2 separate regions of the Drosophila melanogaster genome follow, and region 1 is linked to region 2. Evidence: chromatin contacts called from public Hi-C data. All regions are on one chromosome and are shown on one strand. Each heading gives the region's core, a stretch centred on a gene start, on an enhancer-like site or on the middle of the called end of the contact. The rest is flanking DNA. Distances are from core to core; before and after follow the strand shown. Region 1 holds the start of syd (sunday driver). Region 2 holds the start of Vta1 (Vesicle trafficking 1).

The links. A called contact is a pair of places that touch in the nucleus more often than the background predicts.
Region 1: a Hi-C map of the Kc167 cell line shows a contact between it and region 2, with 2.7 times the contacts expected there. The contact joins the promoter of syd here to the promoter of Vta1 in region 2. A contact is called at or near these places in 2 of 107 Hi-C or Micro-C datasets (the Kc167 cell line and embryo).

What each region holds. Positions count from the first base shown.
Region 1 is chr3L:7,932,472-7,937,603 of dm6, forward strand. It overlaps syd (sunday driver), which reads right to left and starts at 3,649. Exons shown (of 14, transcript NM_001300046.1): 1 at 2,907-3,649; 2 at 527-763; 3 at 306-461; 4 at 1-235. The coding sequence starts at 3,008. Srp9 (Signal recognition particle 9) reads left to right here and starts at 3,902. Exons shown (of 2, transcript NM_139906.3): 1 at 3,902-4,144; 2 at 4,210-4,787. The coding sequence starts at 4,004. The coding sequence ends at 4,302.
Region 2 is chr3L:1,649,353-1,654,602 of dm6, forward strand. Vta1 (Vesicle trafficking 1) reads right to left here and starts at 3,548. Exons shown (of 4, transcript NM_139383.2): 1 at 3,338-3,548; 2 at 3,215-3,276; 3 at 2,980-3,130; 4 at 2,080-2,912. The coding sequence starts at 3,447. The coding sequence ends at 2,285. CG7970 reads left to right here and starts at 3,398. Exons shown (of 4, transcript NM_001316449.1): 1 at 3,398-3,691; 2 at 3,790-3,902; 3 at 3,965-4,223; 4 at 4,283-4,886. The coding sequence starts at 3,524. The coding sequence ends at 4,510. It overlaps CG13920, which reads left to right. Exons shown (of 3, transcript NM_001299973.1): 1 at 1-155; 2 at 1,362-1,500; 3 at 1,561-2,149. The coding sequence starts at 33. The coding sequence ends at 1,781. It overlaps Srrm234 (Serine-arginine repetitive matrix 2/3/4), which reads right to left. Exons shown (of 11, transcript NM_167909.4): 11 at 4,895-5,250. The coding sequence ends at 5,209. It also overlaps asRNA:CR45815.

The sequences.
Region 1 (5,132 bases), core at 2,399-4,898, 6.3 Mb after region 2:
CACTGCAAATGGTCTCCGTGTCCAGCATCACCGAATTCTCCAGCGAGGCGAAGCCATAGGAAACGGGTCCCGAGCTGCGGGCCACAGGATTCAGTCTCGCTCGGCTCACATCCATGCGTTCGGAGGCTGTGCTCATTTGTGAGTGCGTTGAGCCCATTAGCATCTTGGTGCGCTCCATGTAGTCCACATGGTTCTTGAACAGCTCTGTGTACCGCTCGTGCAGTTTGTTATACTCCTGAGTTGGTTAGATAAACAAGCAAAACATTTACTGTCTGTACTATGGCTTTTGAATTATTGGGGTTTACCTTCTTGAGATCCGCCTCCCGCTCTTCCAAACGACTGGCGTGCTCCAGACTGTTCTTGTGCTTCAGTTCCAGCATTCGCACAATGCTCTCCACCGATTCCAGGCGCGTGGCCAGCTCCTTGTTCTCCTGCTCGGCCAGATCCTCGGCTTCCAATAGCTGGTGGCATATAATTTATTGAATTTAATCCAATGACTTGATTAGGCTCCAACCAATTTGCTCACCTTCTGTTCGGACTGCTTGCGGGCGCTCTTTTCCCGCTCATATTGTGTCACCAGCTGCTCGTTGTCCTCACGCAGCAGCTCCACCTCCACGTCCTGCTCCTGATTGATGCGATAGGAGGCATCTAGGCACTCCAGCACGTTCACGAGCAGCGGCATCAGGTTCTTCACCACATCCTCGTCATAGCGATTGATCATCCGCTCAAATTCCTGATAAATACTGCCCGCCAGTTGTTGGACCTGAAAGAGGAATTGCATCAGTTGATTTGTGCTTCGTTTTTGGGGCATCAAAGGGACAACAAAGTGCAATTGATTAGTAGAGGTGGGACAGAAACTGTAGAAACCTTTACATAAATATAGGTTTAATTTTTCTAGGGTATTTCACTTTCAAAGAGGGTTTTATTTACTCAAGAACCAACATATTCACACAAACATAGTATCAAGTAGAGATAGTAAGAAACATTAAGTCGTTTAACATAATTGCGATATGTGGCCGCAGTTTATGTGAATGAAAGACGCATGCATTTTGTTATAAAACAAAGTAAAGAAACTCAATTATTTCCGGTAAATTAAAGAACCGAGAAAGGTTAAGGTTGACACCTTCTCAGCTTTTAATTGTTGGTTAAAAACAAATGCGAAGCGTGCAAAATGGTACTCAACTAAATGGTTTAAACAATTATATATCGTGCATTTACGTATTAAGATGTGTGCAAGAAAAAAAAAGATTATAGGAGAGAAAATAAATAGACCACAAACGAAAAATTTTGATAACTCACGATGCTGACAACCTGTTCATTCTGAAAGAGAAAGAAAAGAACAAAAACATGGTGTAAAGGACACATAAAAAACAAAATTTTCAACAAATTGATTAAATGAAAAATGTGCAAATAAAACCCGTCTTATGAATAAGTACATGATGAATGAGTGAGGTTGGTGCAAAATTATTTACGATAAATGTGTTAAATAAGATAATAAAATAAAAAGATATACCATGCGTTTTCACGTATTTAAATGATTTTAATTGGAGTTTAATTTAGTTTTTAAGTTTTACACGGCATTTCTTGGCATTTACATTGCAAGAGACGGTAATTCTCTAATAAAAACCCGTCAACCGCCCAAGGTTGGGCCAACCTATAAGGCCAACTAGCTAAAGTATTCAAACATTTTTGGTCAGACTTGTTTCACAAATGGTTTCTGCGCTCGTTGGGCTAAAAAACAAGTTTTTATCGGCGTGTCAGCAATGCTTCCCGCTTCAAAGTGCCTGTTTGAACTCATTACTCAATTAACAGGTAGCTTATCAGCCGCCCATGTGCGCCAAGAACTATGAATTGGGGAACCTGATGAGCTCATTTCGTGGTGAGGATAGCGAAATAACACTTATATGAGTACGAAATTGAGAGGGAAGGCCCCCTGATTTGATTTGCATAGACCGATTAAAGCTAGCGAAGCTGATAAAGTGCAAAATCAATCGGGGAATTGGGGTGAAAATTAAAAATAGACCAGACTGTAGATGGGGCAGTTGAGGAATCCAATATACTATATACATATATGGAGTTTTAAGGCTATAAAAATCGATAAGCTTTTATGGTGTCATACCATTTTATTGAACTGATTTTGAAAAAGTTGTTGAACCTAAAAATACCTATACTTTATGGTTATAAATAATTATAAACGCCAAAACTATAATTATTGTGTTTGATGTTCTAGAATTTCTATAGCTTATCAGATAAGAGATGTTTAACAAAATTTATGACATGGTATTTCTTTCTCTGCAGAATATTGCGTGAGGTGGTCATAAAATTTGAGGGCCAACTGACTGACTTTATTGATTTCTGGTCCCCGGCTTCTTACCCTTCTTTTGCTCTCTAACTCTCTTTTTCTACCCATTTTTGGCTACTATTTTTCGCCAGCTTTAATGTCAATGACCACAGACGTCAGCTGATGCATAATAAACAATTGTTGGCTGCGTTTTTACATAATTAAGGGTATATAAACAAGAAAGAGATACGAAGAGAGCAAGAATGATGTGCAAAGAAAGCATATTTCTGCGATTGTATTTCCGCTTGGAACACTTTTATAGCCTCATTATCTCGTGTTTGTGTTACTTGTACGATACGAGTGGGTCTGAATGTGGATGGTAAGGAGCAGAGAACCAGAACAGATTAAACCTACTTATTGTGCGTTATCAAATTTAAGGGAGAATCAGAAACGCCCGTATGATTCAGTGAATAGTATAAATTAGTCAATGGTATCACAGTGAATTTTCCTGGCTATAAACTATCAATGGACTGCTATTGAAACTTAAGACTATTCCCATTCCGAGTGATCTGGTTACTTCTCAGTGGGACAAGATGAAAGAGGGCTTTTGTGGATGGACTATTACCTTCTCCGACATGACCATGTTGTTGTCCTCGGTACCGTAGACAGTTTCAGCTCCGGACTGTGGTCCTCCATTGTTGAGCAGTGCATCATCGTTGTCCATCATGATGAATGGTGTTTGGGTGGATCGGAGGATCTCTTTATTTATAAAGGAGGTGTGCTCTCTACTCTTTAGGAAGGGCGAGGGGCGGTAGGGTGCTGCACTTGACTGCTGTTGATGGGTCGTACGTCACGCGTTAACCGTTATGCAGGCAATGGCTTTTCAACCCCACCAGAATAACAACACGGTAGATGGGGAAGAAAAGAGGGAGAAAAAGAGAGAGAGACTCCCACACACACGCACACACCACACACAGACACTTGACTTTTTGATGATTTGTGAGATTATATTTATATTTTGAACAGATCTCTAGTATATTTAAATAAACTGCACTTTAGCTGGCTTCTGCGTGTCACTTATTATTTGCGTTTTCGTTTTGCGCCCCTCTTTCTTCTCTTTCACATCCATTCACAATATTTGATTGACTAGATTTCATCGTTTTTCGCGTTTGCTTTTCGATGTATTTTCAGCAATGTTACTCGCGAATTTCACTGCCGACGCCTTCGCGGCCATCCGTTGCTTACGATTGAGCACTAAATTTAAGCGAATCAGTGGTTTTTCACACCATTTTTGCAATAAATATTGAAACACTTTGCAGCGCAGCTACGATGTGTGGGTGGGTGTGAACGTGTTACCCTGAAAATACCGATCACCTTGCATTGGCGAAGTGGTATTTTTAACTAGGTGTTTTACGGTCGCACTTAAGTAATGTTTAGCAAATTATTACACCGTAACTTACTAAAATTAATTATATTTATTTCTAATATTTTCGATTTATGTAAAGTTTAAATTTAGAAAGGCCCTTGTTTGAAAAACCGTCAGCAAATATTTGAAAAATACTAAGACATTCACAATGGGGTGTTCAGCTGTTGAGCTATTCGTTATCGAATAGTTTTGGCTTGTTGGTTTGGTATTTTTTCGATAGCTTCAACGTCACGCCGTCCAGTTGCTGTTGTTGTTTTTAATAATTTCGCCTGGATTTCCATTTGTTTAAATAAAAAATGGTTTTTGTAAAGAACTGGGATGATTTCGAGATTGCCGTCGAGAACATGTACTTGGCCAATCCACAGAACTGTCGACTTACCATGAAATACGCGCACTCCAAGGGCCACATTCTGCTAAAAATGACGGACAACGTTAAGGTTTGCACCCAATTCCATTATCAGTGCAAAACACATTTTTAAATTTTTACTTCATTAAACCACAGTGTGTGCAGTACAAAGCGGAGAACATGCCGGATCTCAGAAAAATCGAGAAGATCACCAGCAACTTGGTGGGACACATGGCGTCCAAGGAATAGAACGCAGAAAAACAGAAACTTTTTGGCCACGGCGACACTTCTGCCCAGGAACAACAACAAAGATCATAGCACATGCATGAGCATATGAATCGGCCACGAATGTTGTTGTTGCTTCGCCGGAGCAGGTGTGTGCTTGTGTGTGTGCCATCAACACCCGCATTGAATTTAGTTTTTAAGCACCAAAAAAGCCGCCGAGTTTTTGACATTCGAATGTGGCGATCAGAGTAGCTGCTGCATTTAGCCTGCTTTTAAACGACATTTTATAAATGTCTGCTCTGTACACGTTGCGAATGAACTGCGGATGGAATCATCATCATCATTACTTCTCTTCTGGTGGTCCAAATCCCCATCTGCAGGCAGCGGCGGCGGTGCAAAATGTTTTTCATAATGTTAACCATACGGTTTTGTATTTATCGTAAGAGTCAATCGGTCTTTCAACACATTTCCATGAAACGATTAGCATGAAATAAATCAAGGGAGAACTGAAAAATGCAACGAGACTAATCAATCTTTTGGTGTTTTTATCATTAATTTGGTTTAAAAACCCCATTTTATATATATCTAGATCAATCAATCTATTCCAAAATTAAGTTTCCAATAGGTAATGCAACCAAACCTGCCATATTTTTCACATAAAAGAATATTTTATTCGTTCTAAGTATTACTCATGTTACCTGAAATGGATGTAATTTCTTTCGGAGCATATCAAAAGAATTTATTAATATTTCCAGCACAAGAAGAGGGAGTAGTTGGCATTCGGAGACGTTTTCCGAAGAACTCTTAATTGCCTAACCATTAAAGCGATTAAACAGCCCGAGCAAACAGTTAAC
Region 2 (5,250 bases), core at 2,298-4,797:
CCCTCCGAGTATTTACCCATAACCGGGCCAAGATGCCTCCTGCATCCAATACGATCGTGCTGAAGAGCCTCTCCGTGCTGCTGGGCCTCTTCTTCATCTTCGTGGGCACCCTCAAGCTGACGCCGCACATTAGCAAGGATCTCTACAAGGACCTGGTGAGTGGAAAATCGATAGCGCCAGAGTTTTAGGCCTTTTGTCCTGGGGTACAGCCCATCGATTTTTCCCACGCCCCTTCGAATCTGGCCTTTTGAAAACTATGTGCTCGCCCATGGGAACGTTCTTATGTAAATGGGCGGAGACAGATTTCAAGAGGCGTCCCATTATAGAACGCCATTCGGAAATATGACTGACTAATGGGCATTGAACTCGACCCCATCAATGCCAATCGCTGACATTCGGACATCGCGACGCGCTATGATCTTCAAAAATATATTTCAGGAAAAATATATGCTTCAATATCGAAATAGTCTCCCAACGAAATTCCGAAAATTTGGATTTCAAATGATTGAGGAAGCACTTTTGAGCTTTAGCTTTGCAATTATCCAAATAGATTGTGATTCATACAAATTGGACAAACATTAATTTTTCAATTTTTTTTGATGAAACTTGTGAACAAGTAATCTTAAGACTAAGATCTGAAAGAGAGAGAAACCTCGAAAATTTGGCAAACTAATTATTAATCACCTTGTTTGTAAATTGTTTTGAAAACCTCCAAACAAATTCGAAACTAATGATATATAGAACAGCTGTTGCTCTGAATTTTTTGTTTACCTCTTGTAAAAATAACGCCCAGAGATTTTCGTTTTCATTACCATAAAAATAATTCGCATACCAAAGTAAACATTTGCGAACACAAGAACCACAATGACGTGTTCTTTTCACTCAATTCAGAGTATACAAATTGGTTTTATATACATAAACAATAGGGTGGCCTGAGGGATTATTCAAAAAACTTTATAGTTTTAGAGATAAAAGTAAATAAATAACCAACTAGATCATCCAAAAGACACTTCAGTTCAATACTTTCGAAAAAAATCAGTATTCAGATGGCGTTTTCGAATTGGCATTGCATTCGTTACGCGCCATTTCACTTTCAATTTTGAAGATTTCTCAATCTCGTTTTTCCCGAAGGCATGGCATTTGTATTTCGGTGTAATTACCCCCGTATTACCACAAACACTCGGGGCCAACGATGCCAACAGAAACAGATGAGTGTGACAACAGGGGAAGCTTGCTTCCATTTAAAAATAAACCCGCTGCACTGCCTCTTCCGCTGGGCCGCCAGGCGGAGCACATTCCTCTGCGGGTGTTTCTGGGCATGATTAATTATATCCTCGTATTCGATTTCCTCTCGATTTCAGCGCACAGAGTACGTGAAGTATGCCAAAGTGTTCCCACTAACGGCGCTCTTCGGAGTGAAGATACCCTCGAAATGGTACCGCCGCACCGTTGGCATCCTGGAGATCGTCTGCGGCCTGGCCATGGCGCTGATTCCCTATCGTAAGTGTATGGACTTATTAATACGGCGCATCAGTCGGAGTAATCACTACTTACCCACAGATAAGGTCAAAAACACGGCCAACGTTACGCTGCTGGTGTTGATGCTCCTGGGCATCTACCAGCACTGGATGGTCAGTGATCCGTTCGAGCGCTCCGGTCCGGCGCTGGTCTTCACCTTCATGCTGGGCGGACGCCTGGTGGTCTGGTACCAGACCGCCCGCCTCCAGGACGAGGCCACGACGGCAGCGCAGCCTGCTGCGAACGGCGTAAAGCAGGACTAGGTGCCTGCTACCGGTGCATCACGTACTCATAGTCATTCACTGATCCAGCTTTGTTTTAGCACCTTAAGTTGGGCTCGAGATGGCGCGCCCTGTCTGCGGGTCTCAAATTCATTCACATCATTCTAGCAAATCGAAATTCATGTTTTCACTTTGGTGCCAAATTATTATCGTATACAGAACTACTATATTGTATGCAATGGCGAGAGATATTAACTAAACTGTAGACGCGACCAGATCAAACCAGAATGTAATCAAATCCTCTTCGTAACGGGCACTTAGTCGGAACCATTTAAATTACGACTTTAGAAACAATTTTAATAAATTTGAACAACTCATACATATTTAAAATTAATAATCCAACGTCAGTCAATCTGAATTTCGTTTTACTTTCGTCCTCAAACGAGCGATTAGCAGGAGATTATGCGGCATTATACTGGTGCTCTAAGCTATAACTGTGCCAAGGAAGCGATTCCTAAATACGTGTGAATGTGGATGTGTACGCCCTACTCGGACCCGGTGCTCAGCAGCTTCAGGGCCTTCTGCAGGTTCTCGATGGCTGTCTTGACGTCGTCGTAGTTGAGGGCACTGCCGGCGTACTTGCAATACTTCTGGGCGGTAATCATTTGGTCGGGAGTGATTTGCACCCCGGCCACGGGCACAATGGGCTGGTAAATGGTGGCCGCCGTGGCCGGATTAGGCTGAGCTGTGGGCACGTAGGGCACAAAGCCGCCCGGCTTCTCCTCGTCCACCGGTGGACTGGGCAATTTGTTCGGGTTGTTCAGCACCTCCTCGGCGGTGGGAGGGACCACTCCGGAAGTTGTCGGTGATGATGGAGCTGGTGGCTGTGAGTCAGGCTCCGGCTGGTAGGGCGCTGGAGCAGCTGCTCCCGCGGCGTCCTCCGGCGATGTGTCTGCCGAGGCGTTGGCATTCTCCCCCTCGAGCTCCGCCTCATCGTCGTCGTCTGGCAAGGGGCCGGGAATCGGTGTCTCACCGTTCTTCAGGCAATTGTGGATGTAGGCGGCCTTCCACTTGGCGTACTTCCTGTTGTGCAGCGCCTCTTCGCTCAGTTCACCGAAGGTCTGGAGAATGTCGTAGAGCACACCACTGGAGTAGAAGGCCTTAACGACGTTTCTGCGAAGAAGCACAATCTTATGAATCAGGAAAATCGATTCAGGGTATTTCTACGAAGGGAACGCACTTTCCGAAGTTCTCCTCGCGATCCTGTTTGTCGGCGTACAGGAATAGTTTCAAGGCGTAGTTCTCGATGTGTGCCTGGGCAGCCACCTCGTTGGTGATGGCCTCGTTCTCAGCATACTGTTTCTTCATCTGCTCCAGCCAGTCCATGATGCCTGGCGGTCGTAGGGAAAACCAAAACAAAACAAACCACGGATGAGTCATAGGCTGGTAATATGCGTATCGGATTTTTCACTCACCCAGCAGCAGTTTGGTTTCTTCACCCGTTTGGGTGGAGGCTTTGAGGCCCACCTGGAGAGCACTGGATTCGGAAGATGAGTAAATACGGGCAAAACAAGAAAAACTAATCTGTAGATACTCACTAGAGTCTCGCCCAGTAGGCGATGACCACATCCCGGGTATCATGTTCCTGGGCCAGCTTCAGAAAGTGTTGGATGGACTTCAGCGAGGGAGGACAAGGCGGAAACTCCATCGTGGTGGAAAGAGGGCTTAATCTTTAGTTCTATGCTTAATTACGGATCTGGAAAATTATGCCGACAACAATGGAAATGACGAGCACGCAGAGTGACCAGATATCGCAGTTTCTCGAATGCCATGGAACCACCCCAGTTCCAAACTCTGGAACTAGCGAAATACTAAAGTTTGTACCTTCGGCTAAAGTTGTTGGTTCGGCGCTCAGTTGCGAATCTGCGACCAAAACGTTTGGAGTTTCTCAGGTAAGCACTGGACTCTGGGAACTGGTTTTCGCTGTTATCAGTGCGACCAGTTGCACTTTGCACTTTGACCTGCATCCTTCACACCAGTCACATTCCAGGCACATCTCTGCACCACCGGCAACATGGTTCTCTCCAAGCCCCTGTACTCGCTCTTCGGCACTTATCTGGAGCAGCTCTTCAACCACCCGGTCCGCACCAAATCCATTACGGCGTAAGTACACTATTCGCCTTATCATCCGGTTCGCCTCACCCACCGGCTGCTCCTTACTGCAGATGCGTTCTGGCCACCTCGGCTAATGTCACCTCCCAGCGTTTGGCGGGCGCCAAGACCCTCAACCAGCAGAGCGTATTCGCCTACGGACTCTTTGGACTGATCTTCGGCGGTAGTGTGCCGCACTACTTCTACACGACGGTGGAGCGACTCTTCAGCCAGGATGTGCGCTTCCGAAGATTCTTCCTGTTCCTGTCCGAGCGACTGGTCTATGCTCCGATTTACCAGGCACTGTCCCTGTTCTTCTTGGCCCTGTTCGAGGTGAGAATCCATAATCCGCAATCTCAGTTCCTAGAACTATAATTTGTAATCCCTTACAGGGCAAGTCTCCCAGCACTGCATTGAAGAATGTTGAGAAGCTCTACTGGCCTCTGCTGAAGGCCAACTGGCAGTACCTGTCCGTGTTCGTGTACCTCAACTTCGCCTACGTGCCCCCGATGTTCCGGTCCATCAGCATGGCCATCATCTCCTTCATCTGGGTGGTGTACATCGCCCAGAAGCGTCGCCGCTTCCAGGACAAGCTGGCCGCCAAAGAGGCAGCCAAATAGGCTATACGACCCTTAAACCCTGTGGTAGTCGTCTTGGCCTAATATTCCAATTACTGCTTAGATTACGGCTGAACTGCTTCAAGTTCTTTATCTTCCCGCGTTCCGGCGGATTGCAAAAAGTCCGTGTGTATTTGAACACTTTAGATAAGCTAAAACTAACTGGAGGGGCGCCTTATCAACCGACTGTTGTTATACCTTAAACCCTAAATTTTGTAAACTTTTCTTACCAAAATAAACTAATATACAATGTATAAGATATCTAGATATCCATGGCCAAATTTGGCCAACAGAAATGCTTAACAAGTAGCGACAATCGTCGATCTAACATCCCATTTCCATTGCGCACAATGGATCCCAATTTGAGAAATTCCAAGGCAACCTTTTGAGATGCAACAAATAATGTCTGTTTTTTTTTTATTAAAACGCAGCTTAGAACTAGCAAATAATCGAGCAAAGGCTTACAAACGAGAATTATTGGCTTTTTATCGGCGCTACAATATAATTTCGCTAGTAAATTCATGGGCAGATGACTAACTTAGGGCTACGGAATGCAGTGTAAAACAAGTTAAATGCGCATAACAACTATCTTAAAACTAGGATTCTGACTAGAGGAGGTGACTACGATGATGGTGATGATTGTGGGGGGCACCTGTGCCTCAAGACTCGCCGCACATCCTGCGCAGCGACGCGGTTAACACTCAGAAGGCGGCCATCGACGGACTCCGGCTGTTGCGCAGGGG